Linked DNA regions of Mus musculus: region 1 is linked to region 2. A link is a contact called in public Hi-C data. All regions are on one chromosome and are shown on one strand. Each heading gives the region's core, a stretch centred on a gene start, on an enhancer-like site or on the middle of the called end of the contact. The rest is flanking DNA. Distances are from core to core; before and after follow the strand shown.

Region 1 (3,839 bases), core at 1,232-3,731, 410 kb before region 2:
ATCTATCCAGGCCATCAGTCAAATTCAAGGTGGCTGTAAGAGCCATCTCTCTCAGGGCCTAAGGGCAGTGGGGTGAGTTGTTACAGACAAAACTGTATGGCAGCTGTGGGGAGAGGGGGCAGTGACGTGTCATGGATAATTGACAGGCTTTGGTGAACATATATGGACGTCTGTGCCTCTGTACAAAGCTTTTTTTTTTTTTTTTTTTTTTTTTTGGTTTTTTCGAGACAGGGTTTCTCTGTATAGCCAATCTCATCAACCCAATCTTTTGTGCCTCGAAGGTTACTACAGAACTGCAGGGACCTGACGCAGTCCAAGCCTCTTTGGCAGGAGTCAAAGTGGGGAGGGACACTGTGACAAACAGCGCTCAAGATGAAAAAAGTCCAGCCACTGTGAGCAGGGAAGTCTGGAGGCTGGTCTTGTGCACAGGGAGGCCTGGAGACTGCTGATCAGCCAGAGTGCTCAGACTTGTCCCAACAGCATCTGGGAAGGAGGCAGAGGAGGAAGGGCGCCACTCTTCCCCACGTGACTGGTTTCAGCAGGAAGAGAAGTGCATCAACTCGGCCACAGGGACAGTCCCTAACAGCAGGCGTGTCCCAGGAGAGGCCACCCTTCTGCCGTTAACACTCTGTGCTCACATCAAAACTGGCCATGGTGACACCCTGTGCTTGTAATTCTAGCACTGGGAGATAGAGACAAGAGCATCCCCAGGGCTCTCTGGCAGAGAGCCTACCCTTAATCAGTGAATCCCAGTAAGAGGTCTTGTCTCCAACTCCACGGTGGGGCCAGTGAAAAGACTCATCAGATAAAGGCACTTGCTGCCGTGCCTGGTGACTTGAATTTGATTCCCAAGCCCCACGAGGCAGAGGCAGAAGGAGAGAACTGATTTCCATAAGTTGCCATCCAATCTCCACACAAACATTGCACTACCAAAATCACCCCTTCCCCAAATAAGTGTAACTTAGCAGAAAACAATGTGTTCTGCTCCCGAAGAGTACTAGTTGACCTTTAGCCTGAACATACATTCATATATACATGCCCTCTCTCTCTCTCCAAATGTCCAAATGACTTTGATTGACATTGCACAGCCATATCAGAGGCAGGTGGGAGAGAGACTGACTCAGAGGGTAATGGTTTTACCTGGGAGGGCGACTGAGCTAGGGCTGACCTTAGGGCTTCTGATCCCTGAACCAACATTCTCTCCACCATCGGAAACTACAGAGTCCATCCACATTTTCAAGCTGTTTTGCCCAGGGGCATGGCCTTACCTTGTATGCTCCTGCATGGCTGGGACCTGTTAGGTCTCTTCTGGGGATCCCTGCCTGCTCCAAGGCCTCTTCTATGGAGAAGCTGCAGTCTATGATGAAGGTCACCATTTCTTTTAGTTGTTCTGAGTGCTCTTCCAGTGAGGTCAGGATGCCTGTGCAGGTGCCAAACTTGTATTTCTGCAACTGTGGACAGATGGTCCTAGGGACACAAAGAAGTGCTCACAGGCCCCTGAGGCGCTTTTTTTGTTTTTGTTTTTGTTTTTAGAGACAGGGTTTCTTTATGTAACAGCCCTGGCTATTCTGGAACTTGCTCTGTAGACTGGGCTGACTCCAAACTCATGGAGATTCATCTGCCTCTGCCTCCACAGGGTGTACCACCGTGCCCACTCGGCCAATACTGTGTTTATTAGAAGGTCAGAGAGGGGCTGGAGAGTGGTTAAGAGCACTGACTGCTCTTCCAAAGATTCTGAGTTCAATTCCCAGCAACCACATGGTGGCTCACAACCATCTGCAATGTGAGCTGACGTCCTCTTCTGGTGTATCTGAAGACAGCTACAGTGTACTCATATACATTAAATAAATAAATCTTTAAAAGAAGGAGGAGGAGGAGGAGGAGAAAAAGGCAGAGGAGGGACTCTCTGATACTGACACGTCTAGAGCTCTCTACACTGGGGAGCGCTTGGTTTTCAAGTCGGGGCTTTGCTGGTGTTCCTGAAGCATGACCAAACCAGAACCACTGAATCAATGTGTGCATAGCATAACCTGTGGGTCCCACCCCATCCCATTTCCTGAACCTCAATGTGAGACCAGTCAGACCCACAAGAATAAAACAATGGTGGACTTTCTGCAACAGGGAGATGCTGTTGGACCCAGAGAAACTTTGGTGTCCTCTCCCATGAGGCTGAAAGCCTTATGTGGTACGAGCCTCAACCCTGTTCACCCCAAATCATTGCTGGGTTATTCCTCCTTTCCAGCCATGTGCCAGGGGATGGGTTGTAGGGATGGCCAGGGTGTGACTCCACATTCAGACACCAGCTCCATGGAGCAGCAAGTGTCTGGATAGGGAGAAACACAGAGCAATGAGGCACCCTCCTCCTCTACTGCTCTACTTTGGATCTCAAGTCTCCCCTAGAGGCCCATAGACTGAATGCACCATCCCAGCTTGTGGTGGTGGTGGTGGCAGCTATGCACCTTTAAGAGGTGGGAACTAGTAAGAGGAAGTTAGGTCATCGGGTATATCCGCTTTTAAGATGAGGATGTTACTTCGCCATCCTCTCTCTCTGCTTCCTGAGTAGCTTGGCTCCACTCCATCTCCCCTGCTATAATGTTCTGCTTTGCCACAGGCCCAAGCTGTAGCCACTCAACCATAGACTGAGACCTCCAAACCAGCAAACCAAACAAACCCTTCCTTCTTTAAGATGTGTGCCTTGGGTGTTTCTTCATAGTGTTGGAATGCTATGACCCATGAAGGGGGAGGAGTTGGGTCTTAAGGCATAAGTAGGAGTCCACAGGTTGGATGAGAAGGGAAGGACACCTAGGCAGAATGTGCTAAGTGTGAAGGCACCGAGTATATGAGCCAAGGGAGGTCTGCACCAGGAGACTCAAGCTGACCACACAGTAAGTACCAGCTCAGGCCCTAGTAACGTCTTTTTGAGGGGTCCCCTCATCCTTGCACCTACAGAATGATAATGGGAAGCCTTCTGTCTAGGAAGAGAGCTTGGGGAGGGGTGTGTGTGTGACCTGAGTATCAGGAAGAAGCTGAGCTGGGGCCGGGTCACCACTAGTCTTGAGATGGGGCTAAGGTACAGGCCACAGGCTGGCTGGCCTTGGAAACTTTTAAAGAGTAGAGTCACATGATCAGATGCAGACTTAGAAAAGGCCACTTTTGTGGGTGAGCAGAAGATGGTCAGATGGAGGAGAGAGCAGGAGGAAGATAAGGAGAGTTACAGTGTCTTAAAGTCTAGGTCAAAGACAATGGGAGCTGAAGCTATGAAGCGAGGGCATAGTGGAGAGGCAAAGAGGCAGGGTTCCCAGAGCCACCTAAGAGGCTTGTTATGCAGTGCTCACCCTTTATGTGTGAAAATACATCTAGTATCTCCAGTGGATGACTGACACTGGCTAGCCCCATCCCCTGTATATGTTATTGTCCCCTGTATTTCTACACCTGACATTTCCTTTATAAACCAGAGATGCATAGTAATTATAATTATATACTATAATAAAAGTTATTTAAAACATTGAGCTATTTATTCCTGGAATTTCCCATGCAATAATTTTAGACATTGGTCACCCATCGGGTAACTGAAACTTGTGGAGAGTGAATGGGAGCTAAGGGGGATGTCTGCTGTAGGCAAACATGCACAATATGAATGGTATTTTCTTCTGGGGGTTAGTGATTCGAGCATTGTTCTTAATCCTGTGCAAGGGTTTTCTGGTAGGAGTGATAAAGCGACAGGTGGCAGTGCCTGTCATGGTTAATTTTAATCATCATTTTGATACTATCTAGAATCATGTGGAAAGAGAGTCTCAGGCTGGCCTGTAAGAATGTCTTTGGGAGATTGCATTGATGAA
Region 2 (4,295 bases), core at 520-3,019:
AGTTATCTTTTACTTAATTATGCCTGTGTGTGTGCTTGCGTCTCAGCAAGTGTGTACCATGGCCTTACCCCCTTAGCCATCTCACTGGCCCGGCTGTTGCCTTTTATCATCTTAGGCCCAACCTGGGAATTAGGATCTTCATGGGCTACTCATTGCATTGTTGGCTTTCAAAACCTAGCCAAGGGAGTGAAGGAGTCAACTAGGGAATGTCATTTTTGTCTTCAAAGTAAAATGATTCTAAAGAAATAAAGATTTTCCTTCCTATAAATTGGAAGGTAGAGCTTAGTATTATCCCCTCCCCCAATGGTATACTTTTGAAGATGTCTTAATTAGGGTTTTCCTGTGGTTAAAAACCATGATCAAGAGCAACTTGGGAAGGAAAAGCTTGGTTAAACCTTACAGTTTTTAGACCATCATTCAAGGAAGTCAGGGTTGGAACTCAAAGCAGGAACATGGAGACAGGAATTGATGCAGCAGCTATGGGGAAGTTCCGTCTATGGCATGTTCTTTATGGCTTGCTCGGACTGCTTTCTTACAGCACCTAGGACCACCAGCTCAAAGGTTTCACTGCCCATAGTGACCTAGGCCCTCCTACATCAATCATTAATCACCAATCATCAATCAAGAAAATGCCCCCATAGGGTCATCCACAAGCCCAGTGTGGTGGGGGCCTTTTCTCAGTGAGGTTTCCTCCTCCCGCATGACTGCAGCTGACACTGACATAAAACTAGCCCTCATAGAGGATGATAGCCTTGATGAGGGGTGGCATTTAAAAACACTTCCCCAGTGTATTTTACTCACTTTCTCTTTTCATAGCAAGTCAGTGAGCTGTAAAATAGATAAGAAAATGGAGAGAGGTTCCCCTTACAGAAGATTGAAACCCATGAGGTTTGGCTACAGAGTCAGTACTGTTTCGTCTCTCATAATTTAAGTTTGCAGATAAACATAAGGATTCCTAAACAAATGCACAGAAAGGCAGTTTCCCCTGTGATCGATCCACACGGTTAGTTTGTTAAAAGTATTATTACACTAAGGAATCCAAGAGTCCATTGGATTCTTTTGGGCTTCTGGGATTAAATTGAGACTCATTAAGGCTCTGGCGAGATTGCTTAGAGGATAAGAGCAGTCGCTACTCTTGCAAAGTACCGAGGCTCAGTTCCCAGCATCCACATCCAGAGAATCAAGGGCCCTTTTCTGGCCTCCATGGGCACAAGGCATGCAAAAAAAAAAAGTACACTTTCATACATTCAGACAAAACACTCATAAAATACAAATAAATCCTTGAGAAAATTGCCCTTCGTTAAGATACAATTATGTTCACGAGAGAGAAGGTTTGTTTTTCCGACTCCCTGGTGAGTTTCCTGTGGAGGCAGGTTTTGATGAACGTTGATGTCCTTTGACTATTCCCTGAGGTTGGAAGGAAGGAGGATTGAAGATAGGACGAGCTTTCCTGTGTTTCTCATTCCTCGGAGGCTTGGGGTCTGGCGGTGTAAAGAAGAGCTGAGAGAAGGATGAGCTGTCTGCAGCCCTCCGGCTTCTGCAGCTGCTTTCCTACTTTGTGCACTTTTTCACTCTGGGCTTTCTTTTGCATGTGTGTTAAATGGATTCCTTCATGTCCCTGTGATATGTGATATGAACTAGAAGGCACCCTCTGTGTCTGGTTTGATGTGTTCCTGTTACCTCACGCTGCCTGGCCAGCTGACCAGTTATACACTTTACTTCCCATTTGTCATGAGGAAGCCTCCCTTGGTGGAGTCATCCAAAAAATGTTGTTAAGCCTACGACAGCTCTCATTAGATTGAGATGAGACATCCAGAAGCCTGGCATGCTTGGTCACTTCCTAGTGTCGTGGCTGTCACACCCTCCATTGCTATATCTAGGCTGCAGCTGCCTTGCTCTGTACAGTCCTTTGCTAATGAGGCCAAGGTTGTGAGTTTGATCCCTGGCCCCTGACTACAGATGCCATCTGTCTTCACAAATGCATGCCACTGGATCTGAGGCAAGAGTGCGTTCAGAGGGAGAAGCTAGGCTTTGCTCTGGGAAACCTGAGTATCCTTTGGTACCAGGAAGCATGCTGTTTTCATTCCTGATGTGGAGGTCTACTTCTGATGTCACACGTTTTCAGAACAGATGACACCAAGGTTTGTTGACGTGAAGGAGAAGCAAGATTCTCAAGCTGGGATCTAAGAGTTACTGACTTTCAGAACATAGATGGATGATATCTTTTTGTGTTTCTGTCGTTTTAAATGTTGACGGTGCCCACAGTGGTGAGTGGGTATATCTTTCTCTGTGAGAGTCTGCTTTAGCTGTTCCCTGGTAGTCACAAAACTTGACAGGGAAAGGGATTTCAAAGCAGGCTCCTGCTCACTCTTTTCTTTCCTGAGGGTCTCCTGGCTTGCTCCTGTGAGGCTGTTGAGACCAGGAGAGATAGGTACGGGGGTGGGGGGGACCCAAAAAAATAACAACAACAAAAAACCAGACTTTGCTCTCGAGGTGTTGAGTTTGTCTGGTGAACTAACATGTGGCGAGTGCTGCTAGGTGCGTTTGCAGCTGTGCTGGGACCCTCCTCCCCTCCCCCAGGAGGCAACACTTTTCTCTTCAAAAGGAAGCCAGGAAACAGCCAAGTGAAGCTTTGGCTTTGGTCCCTTGGACTCTGGACACCAAGAGAAACATGTGGAGGACAAGGACAGAAGGGATTTTCTACACTGCCTGCAGGTTTCCCCTTTTCCAAACCTTGACATGCCCATGTCTGTGTCTCTAAAACGCGTTAGCTTCAGATTCATGGCAGACATGTGCTGTGGTGTAGGAGGAAAGCCTGCTTGGCCTCCATACTACACGGAGCACTGTCTAGGCTGCTAAGACGGTGTGTTATTGCGCTATCTGCCAGCCTGAGCTTAGTGAGGTGGAAGGCCAGAGGCAGGTAGCAAGCACATCTTCCATGGATTTGGTCGGTGGACTCCCAATGGTTCAGCAGATCTCTAGCCTGCTGCTGTCTGAGGAACTTGGGCTACCGTGAGGTAGGGATGGCAACCCTGTTCACTAGAGCATCCTTGGGGACCTGCAGAAACCTGAGAGGAAACCAACCGCTCAATAGGAAAATGCTCAGCTGGTGAAACAACCTACTTCTTATGCAGCTCAGCCTGGCAGTAGAGAGAAACTAGAAAAAGTCAAACTGCTGCTTTGCTCCAGAGAGCTGTTGTATTGACTCATCTTATAATTGATTTTTGCTTAGAAATTCTCGACCAGAGAGAAATTGAAATTGAGTTTACTATGGAAAGCCTGGCTCCCTTTCCTTACCATCCAGAGAGTTCATATTGAATATGAAGACTCCTATTTGCAACCCAACTTTGAGTTTTCATGACGACTGAATTTATATTACTGTCCTGAGCCAAACTCGGAAGTCAGTAGATAATTAGAAGTACATGGTTAGGGGTTAAGAGCACTAGCTGCTCTTGCAGAGGACCTGGGTTCAATTCCCAGGACTCACATGACAGTTCACTGTTCCAGGGTATCTGATGCCTTCTCCTGACCTCTGTGGGCACTGCATGCATGGGGTACACTTATATGCATGCAAACAAAACACTCATAGACATAATACATACATACATACACACACACACACACACACACACACACACACACAAAACACATACATACATACTGCATGGGGAAGGAGAGAATTTTTCTTTTTCTACTCGTCTTCTAAGAAATGAAAAGATAAATAAAAGAAAGATATGTTAAATTTGACATTGTTAGGCCATCGGAGTCTGAAAGATTCTCAAGTCCTCTCAACCATCTCAGCCTTGGTTTTCTGTTATGAGCTGATGTTGGAGCTCTGGCTCTTTTCAGAATATATCTCCCTCTTGTTGGATAGGACTCAGGAGATAATATCAAAAAGCTATAACTGTTCAGAGTTGTAAAACAAAATTTATGCCATTGTAAACTTATGCTAACAATGAATTTGGAGCTCAGCACTGGAAAAAGCTGTTTCAGAGCTACAGAGGGAGATCTGTACAGAGGGGGCCTGTGCAGTGATGGAGCTTCAAGTGAAGATCTTAATATAAGAACCAAAGCATTAAGACTGCTGGTGGAAAACACTTCTAGATATTGACATGGAACATTCTGCAAAAATAATCCTCCCATAGCATAGGAGATCATTTTTAGTTTTTGTTTGTTTTTTAATATTTAATTTATTTATTTAATCTAAGTACACTGTAGCTGTCTTCAAACACTCCAGAAGAGAGCATCAGATTTCGTTACGGATGGTTGTGAGCCACCATGTGGTTGCTGGGATT

What was found. Hi-C and Micro-C count contacts between places; a contact is called where the count stands out from the background.
Region 1: a contact with region 2 is called in a Hi-C map of bone marrow-derived macrophages, with 2.8 times the contacts expected there. The contact joins two enhancer-like sites. A contact is called at or near these places in 1 of 15 datasets of contacts at CTCF or cohesin (pro-B cells), 3 of 484 Hi-C or Micro-C datasets (the G1E-ER4 cell line, bone marrow-derived macrophages and embryonic fibroblasts) and 1 of 115 datasets of contacts at active chromatin or transcription factors (microglia).

Annotation. Positions count from the first base shown.
Region 1 is chr12:100,836,128-100,839,966 of GRCm38.p6, reverse strand. Dglucy (D-glutamate cyclase) reads right to left here. Exons shown (of 13, transcript NM_145448.5): 4 at 1,269-1,467. Among named protein-coding and RNA genes, the nearest start is that of Gm36572, 56 kb to the left of the region's middle. Within about 2 kb of position 2,481, at least 110 of the 459 cell types and tissues checked have an H3K27ac peak or open chromatin away from gene starts, as enhancers often do. A contact at or near this core is called in bone marrow-derived macrophages, where this site is marked.
Region 2 is chr12:100,423,940-100,428,234 of GRCm38.p6, reverse strand. All of the region lies in intron 5 of Ttc7b (tetratricopeptide repeat domain 7B), which reads left to right. Among named protein-coding and RNA genes, the nearest start is that of Gm36375, 69 kb to the left of the region's middle. Within about 2 kb of position 1,769, at least 31 of the 459 cell types and tissues checked have an H3K27ac peak or open chromatin away from gene starts, as enhancers often do. A contact at or near this core is called in bone marrow-derived macrophages, where this site is marked.